Regions from separate parts of the Macaca mulatta genome. Here region 1 is linked to region 2. A link is a contact called in public Hi-C data. All regions are on one chromosome and are shown on one strand. Each heading gives the region's core, a stretch centred on a gene start, on an enhancer-like site or on the middle of the called end of the contact. The rest is flanking DNA. Distances are from core to core; before and after follow the strand shown. Region 1 holds the start of LOC114674224. Region 2 holds the start of ZNF17 (zinc finger protein 17).

Region 1 (4,870 bases), core at 2,072-4,571, 680 kb before region 2:
ATTTTTTAGTAGAGATGGGGTTTCACCGGGTTAGCCAGGATGGTCTCGATCTCCTGACCTTGTGATCCGCCCGTCTCGGCCTCCCAAAGTGCTGGGATTACAGGCTTGAGCCACCGCGCCCGGCCTTTTTTTTTTTTTTTTTGAGACGGAGTCTCGCTCTGTCGCCCAGGCTGGAGTGCAGTGGCCTGATCTCAGCTCACTGCAAGCTCCGCCTCCCGGGTTCACGCCATTCTCCTGCCTCAGCCTCCCGAGTAGCTGGGACCACAGGCGCCCGCCAGCTCGCCCGGCTAGTTTTTTTTTTGTATTTTTTAGTAGAGACGGGGTTTCACTGTGTTAGCCAGGATGGTCTCGATCTCCTGACCTTGTGATCCACCCGTCTCGGCCTCCCAAAGTGCTGGGATTACAGGCTTGAGCCACCGCGCCCGGCAAAAGTAGATTCTTCTACAATCAAGTCTACAGATGTGAATGTAGCCAGCTGATAGCTAGATTGCTACTTCTGGAGATCCTAAATGGAGGGCCCAGTTAAGCTATGCCCAGACTCTTGACTCACAAGAACAGTGAGATAATAAATACATGTGGTTTTTCCCGGGAGGTGGAGCTTGCAGTGAACCGAGATGGTGCCACTGCACTCCAGCCTGGGCAACACAGCGAGACTCTGTTTCCAAAAAAGAGCAGAAAAAAATATGGTTTTTAAGCTGTTAATTTTGTGGTAAGATGTTACACAAAAACAGAAAACAGGCCAGGCATGGTGGCTCACGCCTGTAATCCTAGCGCTTTGGGAGGCTGAGGCAGGTGGATCACGAGGTCAGGAGTTCGAGACCAACCTGGCCAATATGGCGAAACTCTGTATCCACTAAAAATACAAAAAATAGCTGGGTGTGGTGGTGCATGCCTGTAGTCCCAGCTACTCAGGAGGCTGAGGCAGGAGAATCGCTTGAACCCAGGAGGTGAAGGTTTCAGTGAGTCGAGATCGTGCCACTACATTCCAGCCTGGGTGACAGAGCAAGACTCCATCTCAAAAAAACAAAACAAAAAACCAGAAAACAATAGAGACATGCAAAGCTTAGAGAACATGAGTCTCTGCTGGGTGAACGTGGGTGGCAGTGACCTTCTCACACTGATGGTAGAAGACGTATGAAAGGAAATTTCATATATGACTAAAACTATTTTAAATGTTTATGCCATTCTTTCTAGCTTCTAGGAATTGTACTTGTAGCAGTTCTTCCAAAATGTGCTTCAGTAATTAAACAGCGGATTTGCATTGAAGGTTTACCATGCAGAGCGCACAGGTATTAGCTAATGCAGTCCTCATACAGCAATGTATGTTATACTCTGCTCTGATGGTTAAATGACAAAGTTTTAGAGAAATGAAATCTTTTGACTCAGTTTATGCAACTAGAAAGCATATGTGCTAATAAGCAGATGCTAATTGGCTTGAATCCATTAGTCACTCTTTTTTTTGTTGTTTGTTTTCTCTTGTGAGACAGGGTCTCACTCTGTCACTCAGGCTGAAGTGCAATCACAGCTCACTGCAGCATTGATCTCCTGTGCTCCAGTGATTCTCCTGCCTCACCCTCTCAAAGTGTGGGATTACAAGCATGAGCCTCCACGGCTGGCCCATAGTCACTCAGTCCCCTGTTTAATTACTATCGAAATAAATGCAATAATGGATACTTGGCTCAAGCATATATTGTTGAATATTAATTATCTAACCCAGGGGCTGGATACGGGGTGTTCACACAATTCTTTTTTTTTTTTTTCTTGTGAGACAGAGTCTCACTCTGTCATCCAGGCTAGAGTGCAGTGGTACAATCATGCCTCAACATCCCAGGGCTCAGGGGATTCTCCTGCCTCAGTCTCCTGAGTAGCTGGGACTACAGGTGCGTGCCACAAAGCCCGGTTAATTAAAAAAAATTTTTTTTTTTAGAAATGAGGTCTCACTACGTTGCCCAGACTGTTCTCGAACTCCTGAGCTCAAGCGACCCTCCCTTCCCAGCCTCCCAAAGTGCAGAAAGCACAGGTGTGAGCCACTGGGCCGGGCCCACACAATTGTTTCAAATTTTCTGCCTGTTTGAAAATGTTCTTAATACAATGTTGGGGTAAGGTAAATGCAATATTTATTTTGCAGTTCTTACCTCTTTGGCTGAGGGAATTGCTTGCTCCTCAGAGACTCTTTCTTTCTCTTTTCTTCCTTCCTTCCTTCCTCCCTCTCTTTCTCCCTTTCTCCCTTTCTTTCGCGACTGAGTTTCACTCTTGTTGCCCAGGCTGGAGCGCAATGGCACGATTTCGGCTCACCGCAACCTCTGCCTCCCGAGTTCAAGCGATTCTCTTGTCTCAGCCTTCCTGAGTAGCTGGGACTACAGGTGCCCGCCACCACGCCCGGCTAATTTTTTGTATTTTTGGTAGAGACTATTTTTTGTATTTTTAGTAGTTTCACCATGTTGGCCAGGCTACTCTTGAACTCCTGACCTCAGGCGATCCGCCCGCCTCGGCCTCCCAAAGTGCTGGGATTACAGGCGCGAGCCACCGCGCCCGGCCCTCCTCAGGGAGTTTCTAAACTGTCAGTAAGCCACTGGTTTTCCCTGTATTCATAAAAAAAACTGACAGGAACGCCCAGGATCCTAAAGTGAGCTTCAGTCTCAAGATAGTCAGCGACCGCCCTCCGGGCCAGCGTCGGGGCCTTGAGGGGCCTCTGGAAAGTGAATCACAGGGAGCATCTCGGGGTTTCAGGATTTTGGCTGTCCGCTGCCCAAGCCTTGGCATCACGAGCGTTTTTCCCTCTCACGTTCAGGTCCCTTCAAGGTCGGCGCCAGGTATCCTCCCAGAACACGGGCACACAGCCACGCCCAGGACCCCCACTGCCTACCTGCTGCCGCTAGAGGGCGCCATCGTCGCGGCTAACGCAACCTGAGGAAGGAAGCGGTGGAGCACTACATCGCGGGGTTTTCTGGGAGATGGAGGCGGTGGAAGCATACGCATGCGCAGCGACTGCGCCGCAGTGGGCGCGCATGTGCAGCGGAGGGTCCGGCGTCCGCCTTGGCGGAGGGGCGTGATGACCCGGAGTCTCCAAGCCACCGCAGAGTAGTGCGGGGCCGGGGGCTCTAAGGGGTAGCCGCAACCTGGACAGCCTGGGACACAGCTGCGGGTTCCGGCCAACAGGCCCGGAGTCGCGGCCTCGGCTCCGCTGTGGGTGCACGGGCTGGGGCTGCGGCGACTCCTGTGCGCTCCGCGTCTGCGGCTGGTAGGAATGGGGATCGTCCCCAAATCCCGCCTTCCGGGCAGGGCCTCCCCTGCCAGCGATCCTGCCCACAGTCCAAGCATCCTCCTCGCTTCTCGTGGACTGCGGTGTCAGCCGCCCGAGCCGGTCCCCGGACACCTGGCCAGGTGACGGCCCCCAACCTCCGCCTGGCGGGGGGTGGTCTGCGAGTCCCCCTCATCCCCGGCAGACGTTCCCGAGCTCCGGAGGGAAAAAAGGACGAGGAAGGGGCTGCTTATGAGTCTGTCGGTGTTGATTTAGTAGTTGTGGAATGTGAGCCCTGGGGAAATAAGTGGAAGAGGCATGGACCGTGTGGCTCCACTGGGGCGTTCGCGAATGCCTCCTGGAGGAGGAGACCAACCAGAAAGAAGAGGCAGCGTCCAGCAACTGGACAAAGGCCAGAGGGCCTTTCTGGCAAGAGGACTGGGGTGAGCAGAAGCTGATCCGGCTCTTTATCCCTGGGCGCAAGTGCCGTGTGGCATAGGTCAGTGAAGGCCTGAAAGGGGTGTTGAGCCAGCAACAAAATGCCTTGAGTGCACCATTAAAGAAGCAACAACTATGGCTCACGCCTGTAATCCCAGCACTTTGGGTGGCCCAAGCGGGCGGATTGCCTGAGCTCAGGGGTCCAAGACCAGCCTGGCCAACATGGTGAAACTCCGTCTCTACTAAAAATACAAAAATTAGCCACGCTTGGTGGCACGGGCCTATAATCTCTGCTACTGGGAAGGCCGAGACAGGAGAATCGCTTGAACCGGGGATGCAGAGGTTGGAGGCTGCAGTGAGCCGAGATCACGCCACTGCACTGCAGCCTGGGCTATAGAGCTAGACTATCAAAAAAAAAAACAAAAAACAAAAAACGGAAAAAGATCACATATGTTGGCCAGACAAGGTGGCTCATGCCTGTAACCCCAGCACTTTGGGAGGCTGAGGATTACTTGAGCCCTGGAGTTTGAGAGCAGCCTGGGTAAAATAGTGAGACCCCATCTCTACTAAAAAAATTAGAGGCATGGTGGTGTACACCTGTAGCCCCAGCAACTGGGGAGGTTGAGATGGGAGGATTGCTTGAGCCCATGAGGTCAAGGCTGCAGTGAGCTATGATCATGTCACTGGACTACATCCTAGACAACAAAGACTCCATCCCTAAGAAAAAAAAAAAAAAGTCATTTTGTAAATGACTTCTGGGATGCTTATCTTGACGTAGAAAATCTCCTACCCCAAGAACAAACACATAATTCCTGAACAAGGATTGGCAAACAATGGCCTCAGTGGGCCTTGTGTTTCTGTAAAGTTTTATTGGAATGCAGTCACATTCGTTTGTTTAGTATTATCTAGGCTGCTATCTGGCAGAGTTGGGTAGTCATGGCAGAGACCTTATGGTCTGCAAAGCTGAAAATATTTATTACTGTGCTTTTTACAGAAAAAGATAGCCTACCTGTGACCTAGAAGAATATACACTTGTGGCCGGGCGCAGTGTCTCACGCCTGTCATCCCAACACTTTGGGAGGCTGAGGTGGGTGGATCACCTGAGGTCAGGAGTTCGAGACCAGCCTGGCCAACAAGGTGAAACCCCGTCTCTACTAAAAATAGCAAAATTAGCTGGGTGTGGTGGTGTGC
Region 2 (5,226 bases), core at 2,366-4,865:
CCTCTACATGAGTTTCTGGAACATTTTTGACTTGGCCCAAACCTGGTTCTTCATATGCTCTATTAAACTCCCCCTACTACAAAATTTACCACATCTTAGTTGCTGGAACATCCAATCTTCTCAACAAGGCCAAAACTATGGGGCCATTCCCGATCCCCTCTTACATCCTACCTCCCCAGCTTCCTTGCTCTGTACATCAAAAAATGTGAGCTGCTCTAGATCAAAACCTACAGAAGCCACCCAACCCTTCCACCTCCACAGCCACCACTCGTGTCCAGCCACCACTAACCTCCACTGGACTGTGGCAGGAATTATCACCCAGGTATCCTTTGTTCTTCCCTAACCCTCACTCTGTCCTCCATTCTGCAGGCAGAGGAAGCGTCTTAGAATCTAGGCCAAATGACCTATTTTTTCTTTCTCAAAACTTCCCTAGCTACTAACCCCCTCAGATTAAAGACCTAGAACCACCGAGCACAGTGGCTCACACCTGCAATCCCAGCACTTTGGGAGGCTGAGGCAGGCAGATTGCTTGAGGCCAGGAGTTCAAGACCAGCCTGGCCAACAGGGTGAAACCCTGTCTCTACTAAAAATACAAAAATTAGCCGGGTGTGTTGGCTCATGCCTGCAATCCCAGCTACTTGGAAGGCTGAGGCAGGAGAATTGCTTGAACCCGGGAGACGGAGGTTGTAGTGAGCCGAGATTGCGCCACTGCACTCCAGTCTGGCGACAGAGCGAGACTCTGTCTCAAAAACAAAACAAAACAAAAAACAAAACCTAGACAACCTCAGGCTGCCATTCCATGCCTGATCCCTGCATGCCCCGACCTCCTGCCCTGCTGCTGTGCTCCTTATCCTTGCCAGCTAGAACATTAAGCTACAGTTCTCTAAGCATCCCATCTAAGTCTCACCACCAAGCATTTGAACATTCTGGATCCTGTGTTTGAGATGTCCTGCCAAATCTCAAACCATCAGTTGTGAGAACTAGAACCACTCTATATAACCAGGGACTGAGTTTGGAACCCAGGTCTGGTGAAACTACAGGCTCTCCTTGGACCCAAGGGAGAAAGAAGAAAAGGTGAACAGTCTCAGGATAACACCATTCCCTATATCAGCATGCTGAAACCATCTGGGATGGGTGAAAGCTGGAAACACTCTCCACTCACCTGTCCAGCATCCATAAGCACTGCTGCCACTGCTATGAACCCTGTGGGAAGAGGCAGGCCATGAGGATTAAGACAGCATTGCAGCATCCTACAGGCTGACTGTATAACCACCTCTGGCCCTGCAACTAGAGCAAAGTTATCTCAGGCTACGCAGTAAGTCCTCAGGGTTCACAGTCTTGACGAGGATTGAACTTCCTTGAGTCTCAGTGCCCTTATGTGTAAAATAGAGATTAAAAGGACTGCCAACTAATAGGGCTTATATTGGCACCAAACATAAGTAGTACACACTATGTATCAGCAATTTCTTTCTACTGGATTAAATATTTTGTACAAGTTTTCAGCACAAATGACATGGAAGGGTTTTGAAATTTTGGGTGTGTATTTTTCCCACTTCTTACAGTGTTAAGCAAATGTGATACATAAAACTTTCCACTGCAAGCAAATAGAAAAATTAACATTCAGCCAGGTGCGGTGGCTCACGCCTGTAATCCCAGCACTTTGGGAGGCCAAGGTGGGTGGATCACGAGGTCAAGAGATCAAGACCATCCTGGCCAACCATGCTGAAATCCTGTCTACTAAAAATACAAAAATTAGCTGGCATGGTGGCGTATGCCTGTAATCCCAGTTACTCGGGAGACTGAGGTAGGAGAATCGCTTGAACCTGGGAGGCAGAGGCTGCAGTGAGCCGAGACCGCGCCACAGCACTCCAGCCTGGCGACAGAGCGAGACTCCGTCTCAAAAAAATAAAAAAAGAAAAAACGAAAAAAGAAAAATTAACATTCAACAACTATTAAGTGAATAAATTTAACTATTGGTTACATTCATTTCTAACTGCCGACCTATGTGTACATATTTAGAAGGATATTGGTTCATTAGTGGTTAAAGAAATGTTTTATACATTCATAAATAAATAAGTTGTAGGGAGAGGATAAGCAAGCAGGTCAGTTCCTAGTCCCATCAGCAACCAGGCCTGCCTGCTACAAATTCAGTTGCTGGAAGATCGCTGGAGGCCCTTGACTAGATGTGAGAAAGCCCTACCCACGTCTGGACCCAATCTCCCCACTAGTCTGGATGACCTTCCTGCTGTTCCACAGAGTGGGCCTGGGGGTCTGCTGGGTCTGCAGGTGCCGAAATCTAAACCACCTCACACCTCAGTCTCCAGCCTAGGCCAGTTCTTTAACCCATTCAGAACTCCGTTTTTGCAGACACGGCCCAGAATCCTTCCTATGACAAGTTTGCACCTGTCTAAAGGGAGTGTCAGGCTTATGGACCCAACCATGACCTGCCTTCCAAAACTCAGTCCTCCAAAAATGCAAATTGTAATCCTCTCTGAAACCTGCTCCTTAAGCCGATTTCTCCAACTCCATTCTATCAGATTTTCAGGCCAAAACAAAACCCATGGAATAGACTCTTCACTACCCTCACTGCTATATTTGATGCACCAGGAAATCCTGTCGACTGTCTCTCTGAGATCCACCCAGAATCTCATCACACTTCCCCTCTACTGCAACTCCTCTGGCCCATCCCTACCATAACTCAAGGGGTCTCCTCAGCGGTCCCCTTGTCCTACTTTAACATCCTGTTTTCCCCAACTTTAAACGTCTACCTCTGGGCGTAACCCTTCCTGCACAGCCTGCTATGGCTTTCAGCAGCTCCGCGGCCCTCCCAGGCGAGACTCCGCCTCACTCTCAGCTCCGTGGAGACAAAGACGCTCGGGCTCCCCAGTGCCGCCCGCTCTGCAGCCTCGCAAGTGCAGGTCCCTGACAGGAGCTCCCCCGCCTCACAGCACCGCGGACACCGGTACCCCACACGAGAACGCCCCTCTCTTTGGGACACAGGGGCCTGACCTGCAGGGCCCCTCCTCGGGGCTTCGGCACTCGGAGGAGGGGTCTGGCGGGGCGCCCTGGGACGCGGCACCCACCTCAGTCAGGTTCATCGGCGCGGCCTCCGCTAGCACAGCCAGGGAAGAGAGGGGCGGGAGCGGCGGTGACCTGGACGCTGTCGAAGGCACCGACGCCTACACCCGACTCAGTCGAGCCTCACTCTAGCCTCTGTACAGCGGGGAAACCTTTTCTCGCGTTTTTCCGCTCTTTCACCTCAGTCTCGACTCAGCCTGAGGGTGAACAGATCCCCACTCAACCATATTGACAACACCCTGGGGCGTTGCAGGAAGTCCCGCCCACACGCAGTACGAACCCACGTAGACGCCTCTCTGCTAGGCCTTCTCTGCTAAGCAGCTACACTCGCTGCTTGTGTCCGCCGCTGTGTCTTTTGGGTAGTGTAGTTCCCACGCCGCTGCCTGCCCCGCCTGTGAACCTAGGTAACTCGCGTTCAGGATGAAAGCCAGGAGGATCCTCCAGAGGTGTTGAGAAATGCAGTTACGGGGCTCCAAGGGCGTGGAGGGCTTCACTGGCTTTTAAACGGCAAGCATCCAGATTTTCCCGGAAGGCAGTCTAGAACAAGTCAGAGAAATGTTTCAGAGACCTGCCCTTTCAGATTCTGTAAAGCACAGCAAGTTCCCGAAGGACGAACGTCCGAAGGAACATGGCCAACCATAAGGAACTGATCTTCCACGCATAGCGATCAGTTCTTTTGTGCTTGCCAAATACACACAGAACGAAGCTCTGGAGACTGTTTTATAATCTTCAATGTGTTCTGCTGGGACAAGAAAAGACCCAGACATGGCATGATGGGGAGTTTGAGGAGGAATATCTTTCCTTTCTGAATAATCAGTTACTGTCTTTCAGCCTACCCAGTAACACTTCATTCACATGATACTTATTACTTTATATCTGAGATATTTTCCACTTACTTTAAGAAACTGAAACCTAACTGAAAAGGAAAAGCGACTTATCTACCATTATCTGCCAGAATAATGTGACCTTCCACCAGTCAAAGCCCTTGTGCAAAGAAAGCATCTTACTGCTGAGATAAAGGTTTGGGAATGCATGATCTCATCTCATCACTGGAAAGTGATTTATCATTTCGCCTGAAATTGTATCAACAGTGTCTGCACAGGGAGTTGAAATCGTCTCTGAATAACTCTTGTGAAATGGCTATTACTGAAACTATTAATGATGATTATGTAGTTATCCAAAGAAACTGGCAAAAATAGTTATAGAGAAATATATCTGTGATAGGAGGAAAAAAGCTAAGGTTGTCCTAGAACCTTGGACACACTCAAATTTGGTGTGCAAAATCTGATTATTTTTCAAACTTGAAAACATTGTGCATTAACAGCTTGAAGGGAGAGGTAAAGACTATACATTAAAAGAGTTACCAGAAAAATAAAACTGAATAGGGAAACTGTGCTGTCGTATTTATTACTCTAACATGTCTGATGAACACTCATTAGATGCCAGGTACAATACTAAGTGCATGGGACACATCAGGAATAGGGATGCCAGCTGTCTGTGATCCTATAAGACATGTAAGACATATTTAATGAATTAGTCCTCAGTCCTGTATTGACTTTGTCAGGTCACTTTAAATGTCCTGTATTCAGCTTTTTACAATAAATTACAAAACCTCAGAAGTCAGAGCTATTTTTCTACCACTATAATTGTAAATTAAATCACTTAGTGGCTATGTTAAATTAATTTAATTGTAAAATAAATTTTATTAAAATAAAATTTAATTGTAAAATAAATTTTATTAAAATAAAATTTAATTGTAAAATAAATTTTATTAAAATAAAATTTAATTGTAAAATAAATTTTATTAAAATAAAATTTAATTGTAAAATAAATTTTATTAAAATAAAATTTAATTGTAAATTAAATCACTTAGTGGCTATGTTAGCTGAAAATCATACCCCTACAAATAAAGATATGGACATAGTCTTGTGATCTCTCCTGCAGAATTGGTGAGGGAAAAATGAAATGGAGCACTGAGATATTCAGTAAAAGAGAAGACTGTATTTTGGCCAAAGTCTTGAAATTTGGTTTATCAAATTACAAAAAGAAGGAAGGAAGGAGAGAGAAAGAAGGAAAGGAAAGGAAAAGAAAAGAAAAACCAGCCAACTGAAGGTCTGGAAGAGTTAAAGCTGCTCAGGAGTGCCAGCT

What was found. A called contact is a pair of places that touch in the nucleus more often than the background predicts.
Region 1: a contact with region 2 is called in a Hi-C map of liver, with 13 times the contacts expected there. The contact joins the promoter of LOC114674224 here to the promoter of ZNF17 in region 2. A contact is called at or near these places in 8 of 14 Hi-C or Micro-C datasets (CD4 T cells, blood, cortical neurons and 4 more).

Annotation. Positions count from the first base shown.
Region 1 is chr19:70,286,844-70,291,713 of T2T-MMU8v2.0, reverse strand. It overlaps LOC114674224, which reads right to left and starts at 3,321. Exons shown (of 2, transcript XM_028840319.2): 1 at 2,867-3,321. The coding sequence starts at 3,321. It overlaps ZNF329 (zinc finger protein 329), which reads left to right and starts at 2,972. Exons shown (of 5, transcript XR_013409769.1): 1 at 2,972-3,684.
Region 2 is chr19:69,604,201-69,609,426 of T2T-MMU8v2.0, reverse strand. ZNF17 (zinc finger protein 17) reads right to left here and starts at 3,615. Exons shown (of 3, transcript XM_077980031.1): 1 at 3,355-3,615.